Regions from separate parts of the Mus musculus genome. Here region 2 is linked to region 1. The links are chromatin contacts, called in public Hi-C maps. All regions are on one chromosome and are shown on one strand. The core of a region is the stretch at or near the end of the contact, and the rest is flanking DNA. Distances in the headings are between cores, read along the strand shown.

Region 1 (3,891 bases), core at 322-2,821:
CTGCACTGACAGACTAAGACAGCTAGTGTCCTCGTTGTGGGCAGCTTTCCCTCCGGTGGAGCACAGCTCTGGGCTCTGTCAGGCTCTCTGCACTTGTCTGAGTGGGGACAGAGTCACAGCACAAAGAGTTTTAATCTGCCACCATCTTCACAAGCATTGTCCTCCTCCCAGTCTATAAAGTTGATGTAGTTGACAGCTGGGGGATTTGATGTCCGAGGGTGGAGCATCGCTGTTCTGCCTTCTACTGATCGCTGGCTTTGAACTTAGGAAACATGTAAGTAAGACTTCAGGTTTTCTGACTCCACTCTGGCTCTCCAGCCCGAGACAATGGTTGACTCATTCAGAGCCGCCAGCCTGATGTCAGGTAGCACAGCCTCCAGGGCACAAGCGGAACCTTTTGCTGAGTGCAGAGACATGTGTAACCGCATTAGTGTCTGCCTTGAAATATCCTTTCTGACATGCTGCCAAGAACCCTCGCTGCCAGGGATTCTGTGGCGAGCAGACTTCGGAAGGCAAGGAGCTGGTACCTCTTTTCTTTTACCTAAAACGTAGCTCACTGCATGAATGTTGTTTTTTATAATCACTTCTTTAGTTTTGAGAATTTCGTACATGAGTACTGTATTCATACCATTTCCACCTCTCCTGGCCCTAACACTTCCACATTCTTCTTCATCTCACCTTGAGTTCATGACCTCTTCCTCTTTATTATTGTTACATCTGTGTGCACATATGTATTTTTGCATATATATATATATATAGTATGAGTCCAGAAGGAGCTGGCTGTATTATGTCTGGGAAGGCAACATTGCGGTCTAAGCAGTGGGGTTGGACCTTGTATTCAGTACTTCCTCGGTCCTCAGTGCTGTAGCAAAATTCCTGACTGAGAAGCAAACGAAGGCAACAAGGGGCTGCTTGCTTGCTTCGAATTTTCTGCAGTCCTTCATGGGAGGAAAGGCATGGCTACAGTATCAGGAAAGAACCGGTCACATGGCATCCACAGCCGGTAAACAGAGAACAATAGATTGTTGGTGTTTCAGCTTGCTCTTAGGCCTTTGCTCAGGCTGGGACCCAGCCTGCTCAGGTTGTATCTTTCTGACTCAACCCAATCCAGAAGGCTCCTCACAGACATGCCCGGGCATTTGTTTCCAGAGTGGCTGTAAACCCCCATCAAACTGGCAATAGAGATCCACCATTACGGATCTCAAGGCGTAACCAGGCGGCTTCTAGGTTGACTGCCGAGGATCTGACTTGGGGTCAGTAGTGCCCTTGATCAAGAGGAACAGCCAGAAAAGGTGCAGGTTTTTGAAAGATTACTGTTTCAAAAAAGAGCTCCCAAAAGGCCATCCTGAGCTGGGAGGAGAGCTCAGAAGCAGGCCTGTTCCGTGGACAGATGCACTGGAGAGAGGGTTTGGAGCACACAGACTTCCGCCAGGCAAGGTCTACAGAGAGTGGAGGTCTAGAGGGTGTGGGCATCTGAAGCTCACCCCCCTTCTAGCACATCTGCCAGTTCCTACTGTGCACAGCTCCCTGCCTAGGCTGCAGCTGACAGTGTGAAGTTGCTGAACACAGAGATGGGAAGGGAAGCATTGCACACACACAGCTGTTCTTACTATTGTACCAAGCCTGCTGCAGACAGAGCAACAGTTACAGCCTTTAAATGTGCTGAAAAAAATTTTTTTTGGGATCCTCTCTCTGTGACCCTTTAAAGTGAATTTTACCCATCTTAGGTGCATTAAGTATGCTGCGTTAACCAAATGCAATATTAATGGACAGATAGAGACCTCGTGCTTCTAGAATAAAGATATAGATAGCCATTTACTTCCTATTCAGTCGCCCTCAGGACCCACTGCTCTACCTGAGGCAAGGATGCCAGCCACGATTCACAGAGGGCACTTCTCTACCAGCTGGGCTCCCTGCCATCTGGAGCTACAGCTTTCTGGGTGACATTGGCCTGGTTTCCAGTTCTGCCACATATTCCCCAACATGGGAAATTACTTCTTGTTTTCTCATCGCCTAAGAAAAAGCGGAGACAATTGTAGCAACTCTAAAATCAGAGATAATTGTTGCCATTTCTAAAATCATAGCAACTGGGTGTTTCTATCTCTGAGCAAACCTTGTCAACCCTGCAAGGGCTTGTCATCCTCACTCTATCACCCTCCTGTCTTCTTTGCTGTTCTCTTCTCTCCAGAATTAGGCTTCCATCACCCACTCAGCTTCCAGGTGTCATCCCTAAGAAGATGAAATGGGGATCGGTGGGGATGCGGAGACGTTGGGCGAGGAAGCAAACAGATGGGCAATGACTCAGGACAGGTGACGTTCAGGAGGAAGTAGCTGGACCAGGAATGGAGAAGGCAGGCGGTGGATGTGATAGCCCGGGTTCTTCAATTCATAATGGCATTAAGTGGGATGAAGGACTTGAGAGTTACATAGAATTGAGACCAGAAACATCCCCACGCCCTGTAGCCTTAAGCATGATGCTTTCCTGTTTTGAAGCATGGCTTTCTGCTGAAACTGAATGAATAGTCATGAGCGCTGTAAAGATATTGGTCAGTAATGAACTATGTATATGGTGGCCGTTTCTATGGCAACACTAATGTAAACAAATCTAGTGAGCAACCAATTGTAAATACACCAAGCACAATTATAGACAGTACATGATACTTAGCACCGAGGGACAGGGTCACTAGTTCATGTACTGATTATATTTTCTATTGCTGTCTTAGAGTGTTATTTTTTAAATTCCTTTCACTTATTAAAAAACAAAGTTTATAGTCAAATGATATAAGAGCAGTGGCTTCACACCTCTGTTGTTTTCAATGACTTTCGATTATACCATTTTCTCTCCTGCTTGGCTTGGTCATAAGTGGTTTAGTTCACCACTGACCCAGGAGCGCCAGGCTTTGCCCACATAACAGACTGCACAGTTTACATGGGTAGCTTGCTAGGCCTAAGTGCTGTCATAGTTCCACGGTAAAGCCCCTAATGATGGCTTCCTGAGGATGGCTTTCCACTGCTAAGCAATGCACGGCTGTGTCATACTGTGGTGCTCTGGGGAAGAAAGAAAGGCCTGGCCTTCAGGTTTAAGGTACCCTTTGAAGCACAGTGTCTCTTGCCAAACTAAACAATGTTTGTAACAGGACCTGCACAGTAGATGGCGGTAGAGGCCTGGGTCTGGCTACACCAGACAATAATCTGGGTAGATCACCAAGGAGAACTCATTCTGGCTCCCAGGGGGTCTCCTGGTTACACTAGAAAATCTGAAAGATCTTAGCCCCGCAATCAGGAACACATTGTTTAGCATTATATGGAAACTGATATGATTTTTTTAAAATGTCTTTTGGTGTTTGCTTTCCTAATAAACCTCAAGCATTCCCAGCCATCAGAATCATGCCAAACATGGCCCCCCTGGATGCCTGAAGGCCACCATCTGAGACCCTGCACTGAGCCCCTCCCTCCACACCCCACAGGTGGCCCAGTTCTTCCCTCATTGCATGAGACTCTTCTGCCCTTGCTCACCAGTGTTGTAATAAACACTGTTCTTGACAGATAAGGGGGAAAGGGTTTATTTCAGCTTATAGCTTCTAGTCAGTTCATGATGAAAGGAAGTCAGGGCAGGGACTAAAGTAGGAACCTGTAGGCGGGAGCTGGTGCGGAGGCCATGGAGTGGTGCTGCTTACTGGCTTGCTCCCCATGACTTCTTCAGCCTGCTCTCTTACACCTTCCAAGACCATCAGCTCAGGGGAGAGCTGGGCCTTTCCATAGCAATCATTAATTAAGAAAATGCTCCCACAGGCCTGTTTACAGGACCTGCTGATGGAGGTGGTTTTCCAACTGGGGTTCCCTCTTTCTAGCTTGGGTCAAGTTGACAATTACAAAACAAAACAAAACAAA
Region 2 (3,614 bases), core at 98-2,597, 670 kb after region 1:
ACACTCCCTCTCCAGTCTCTGAAATCCCACCTCCAGTCCCCAACTCTACTGCCAAGATGTCGTGATGTCAAATGTTCTGGGGCTATTAGAGCCAACTTTAAAATCCTTGATACTGCCACTCTCTCCTCTGATCCAACCATCAAAAGCAATCTTTCTAAATGCTCACTGACCTAAGTCCTGGCCCACTGAGAGCCCTGCAATGGTTTCCAGACACCCACAGGGCAGCATTCTGGCTCCAAGTCTAATATTCAAGGTCCTACTTTGACAACCTCTCTCAACTATTAACTACATAGGTCACTCCCTGAAAGAGCCATCAAAGGACATCACATCCCCCCTCCAAGCCCTCCAGACCCTCGAGCTTCACCATTGTCCCCTCAACCTAAGAGTTTCTTCCTGGTCGTTACCATTGGGGACTCCTACCCAAGAGGTGACTGCCCTCACCCTCTGAATGAAGCCTTCTCAGAAATAAGAGGCAGGTCTCCTTTCTTGTATGAGGATCCCTGTCTACATCCTTAGATGCAGGTTTCTCCCCCACGAGAGGTGAGAAAGCCTAAAGAGAAGGGTTTGCTATTCAGTGTGGTCATTTCCGCAGCCCAGATCTCGGGAGATACCTTGATTGCCACAAGTGGATAGAGCCATAGATGTATTAGTGGAGATAGGGAAAGAGACGTAGATTGAGGGACATACAAACAGATACCCTGTGGTCAGATAAACAAATGACTGAAAAGACACATGGGAAAATGAGTGGACAGATGATGTGGGTGGATGGAGAAAGGAACATTTTGAGGAGAGAGAGGGGAAGGGACTGCAGGGGAGGGAGGAAAAAGGGAGAAGGAGGGAGGGAAGTTCTGAGACTGGGAGAACAGAGACTGTCTCCTTTCCAACTCTGTTTTCACAATGTACAAACAAAGCCTGAGCTTACATGAGCAGGTGTCAGAGTGACCGATGGATCGAAACTCCAGGTGACAATCAGACTCAGAAGACCTGATCTCTGGGCACCATGTCTGTGGTCAGGTTTCTTACAAAGCATTGTCAATTTTCTCTGTAAAATGAATTGTCTGAATTAAATAACATACAGATTTTTTTCCTCAGTCAGACTTCAGTTCAAAGCTGTCTGATTTTAAGACAATGTGGTAGGAAGACAGGCCACACTGAGTAATGTATGTTTACTTACAACTTGTCCTAATGCAGAGCTGATCCCAGATCTCTGCCAGCAACAGAGGAGAATTAGCACACTCCAGATGACTGGCTGGCTGGGAGCCTTGTGATGGCAATGAAAGACAAGCTGGTAATGGAGCCTGTGGGTACTAAGGAGTGGTGTGTGGTTGCAAGGCTGTCCATCCCACGGAAAAAGAAAAGGATCGGTCTACACAGAACTCCCCCACCCTCGCACCCAAGGTCCATAGGCAAGTGTATCCTTTATCCAGAAGGGCTAGGTTTTGTTCCCAGTGAGTGTGTCTGTCCTGATAGACACCTGCCTGCAAGCTGACATGATCAGGAATAGAAACTGTTCTAAAAGGCCATCCACCTTTAGTTACAGTCAGGATGAGTCCAGCATGGGCTAGTGGGCATTCGTGGAGTTCCTCACCTCTCAGTGAGGCAGGAATGATAATCTCCATTTCAGAGAGGAAAAACAACGGAAATAAAAGAGCCGAGCTTAGGGTCTGAACCAAGTGTAGCTGGTTCCATCAGTGATGCCTGGTGGCTGTGGCTGTGGCTGTGGCTGTGGCTGTGGCTGTGGCTGTGGCTGTGGCTGTGGCTGGCATCCAATCAGCTAATAATTCAGAGGTGTCAAGGTTCATGCCACAACAATTGAACCGATGCCTCCCAGAAAGACAGGCTCTTTGTAACGTGTTTTCACGTTGTCTTAAGCCAGTGGTTCTCCACCTGTGTCATGAACCCGTTGGGGGCTGTATATCAGATACCCTGCAAACCAGATATTCGCAGTATAGTTCCATGGCTGTGGGGCCATTCCAGGTCACCTGGAGGTGAATGACTCAGCCCGTTCTCTTCTGCTGTGGTGGTTCCCTTCTGCACCTCATGCCCAGAAACGGAATCAGCATGACTGAGGACAGAAGGCACCGAAGCCACCAGCCAAAGTAATGTTACCTCCTTGAAACTGGTTCTCATATTTGACCTAGAAATGCCAGACTAACTAACCACAGTCTAGTCCTGAGGGCAGGGGCTAAAGGAAGGTTGTGGAAGGTCATCTGTGTGCCAAGCACCCTCCAGCAGGACCTAAGGTTCAGAATCAAAAAGTCTGCCGTGCCCTCAGAGAGAGAGCTGTGTGGGCACCGTGGCTGGAGTGTGAGGTCACAGTTTATCACAGACCAGAAGCAGAGGGGATGAGGGCTGGTATTCATGGGCATTCTCCACCACCTTTGGAGTCAGTGTGTGACCCCAGTCCACTGTATTGTGCTGCCTACATTAAAAGTGGGTCTTCCCAGGCTGCGGGGATGGCCCGGGGTGGGGGTGGGGGGTTAGGAGCACTGACTGCTCTTCCAGAAGTTCGATTCCCAGCAACCACATGGTGGCTCACAACCATCTGTAATGGGATCCGATGCCCTCTTCTGGTGTGTCTGAAGACAGCAACAGTATACTCATATACAAGGAAGGAAGGAAGGAAGGAAGGAAGGAAGGAAGGAAGGAAGGAAGGAAGAAAGAAAGAAAGAAAGAAAGAAAGAAAGAAAGAAAGAAAGAAAGAAAGAAAGAAAGAAAGAAAGAAAGAAAGAAAGAAAGATCTGAGTCTTATAAAAGATCCTTATCTCCTTATCTCATTGGTGGTATGATCTCAAAGAGGATTTGGGGATCCTGGCCCCTTTTTTAAAAAGTGAGTCTTCCCTTCTCTGTTAAACCTCTTTACACACACACACACACACACACACACACACACACGAGAATGGAGTAAAGAGTGTCTCTAGTGGGTGACCCCAGGATTCAAACCCAGGCAGTCCAACAATGAATCTGTGCTTTTAACTGACACCCATGCTGTGGGACCCAGAGTTCCTGGGGTGATTTGTTATAGCTCTGGCGTTCTCCTTCCTAGTGTCTATATACTCCCTCTGGAAAGAACATTGATAGCAGTGAACTGAACCATTCCTAAAACTTTAAAAAGAGAAAGGCTTGGACTATGGAGTTAGGCACACCCAGTTGGAACAGCTGATAGGACCATCTTTGAGCCCTGTAGCCTACAGTCAGTGTTGACTGTCAATATAACTGCACTGAGAGTCACCACAAAGCCACTCTCTGGCTTGTGTGAGGGGTTTTCCAGGCAGGTCTAACGGAGATGGTGAGATGTACCTATGATGTGGGGGCACCATCCCAAGGGCTGGGCTCACACACTGACATCTCCCTCTGCTGGGGATGAACTGTGACCAGCTGCCACATTCTCCAGCCGCCACTCCTGCACAGCCATAGGCCATACCCGCAAGCCATGAGTCAAAAATAAACCTGTATGAAATCTTAAAATTGTGCTTTTTTTTCCCCTCCTGGGCATTTGGTTTCAGCAATGAGATAATTAACTAAGATACCTCCCTGAGCACTTTCTTTGGGATTAAAATACCCCATGGGCAGCTGGAAGAGATAAAGCTCCCAGGACATGGTGTTTCAGGGTA

The links. A called contact is a pair of places that touch in the nucleus more often than the background predicts.
Region 2: a Hi-C map of cortical neurons shows a contact between it and region 1, with 8 times the contacts expected there. The contact joins two enhancer-like sites. A contact is called at or near these places in 1 of 39 promoter capture datasets (embryonic stem cells), 1 of 15 datasets of contacts at CTCF or cohesin (the NIH/3T3 cell line), 46 of 484 Hi-C or Micro-C datasets (the AML12 cell line, B cells, the Ba/F3 cell line and 25 more), 3 of 115 datasets of contacts at active chromatin or transcription factors (astrocytes, embryonic basal ganglia and large pre-B cells) and 1 of 9 other capture datasets (embryonic stem cells).

Annotation. Positions count from the first base shown.
Region 1 is chr13:53,776,195-53,780,085 of GRCm38.p6, forward strand. The region is part of intron 1 of Gm34439 (a long non-coding RNA gene); the gene reads right to left. Among named protein-coding and RNA genes, the nearest start is that of Gm34439, 9.6 kb to the right of the region's middle. Within about 2 kb of position 1,572, at least 12 of the 459 cell types and tissues checked have an H3K27ac peak or open chromatin away from gene starts, as enhancers often do. A contact at or near this core is called in cortical neurons, where this site is marked.
Region 2 is chr13:54,442,639-54,446,252 of GRCm38.p6, forward strand. No RefSeq gene overlaps it. Among named protein-coding and RNA genes, the nearest start is that of Thoc3, 24 kb to the right of the region's middle. Within about 2 kb of position 1,348, at least 5 of the 459 cell types and tissues checked have an H3K27ac peak or open chromatin away from gene starts, as enhancers often do. A contact at or near this core is called in cortical neurons, where this site is marked.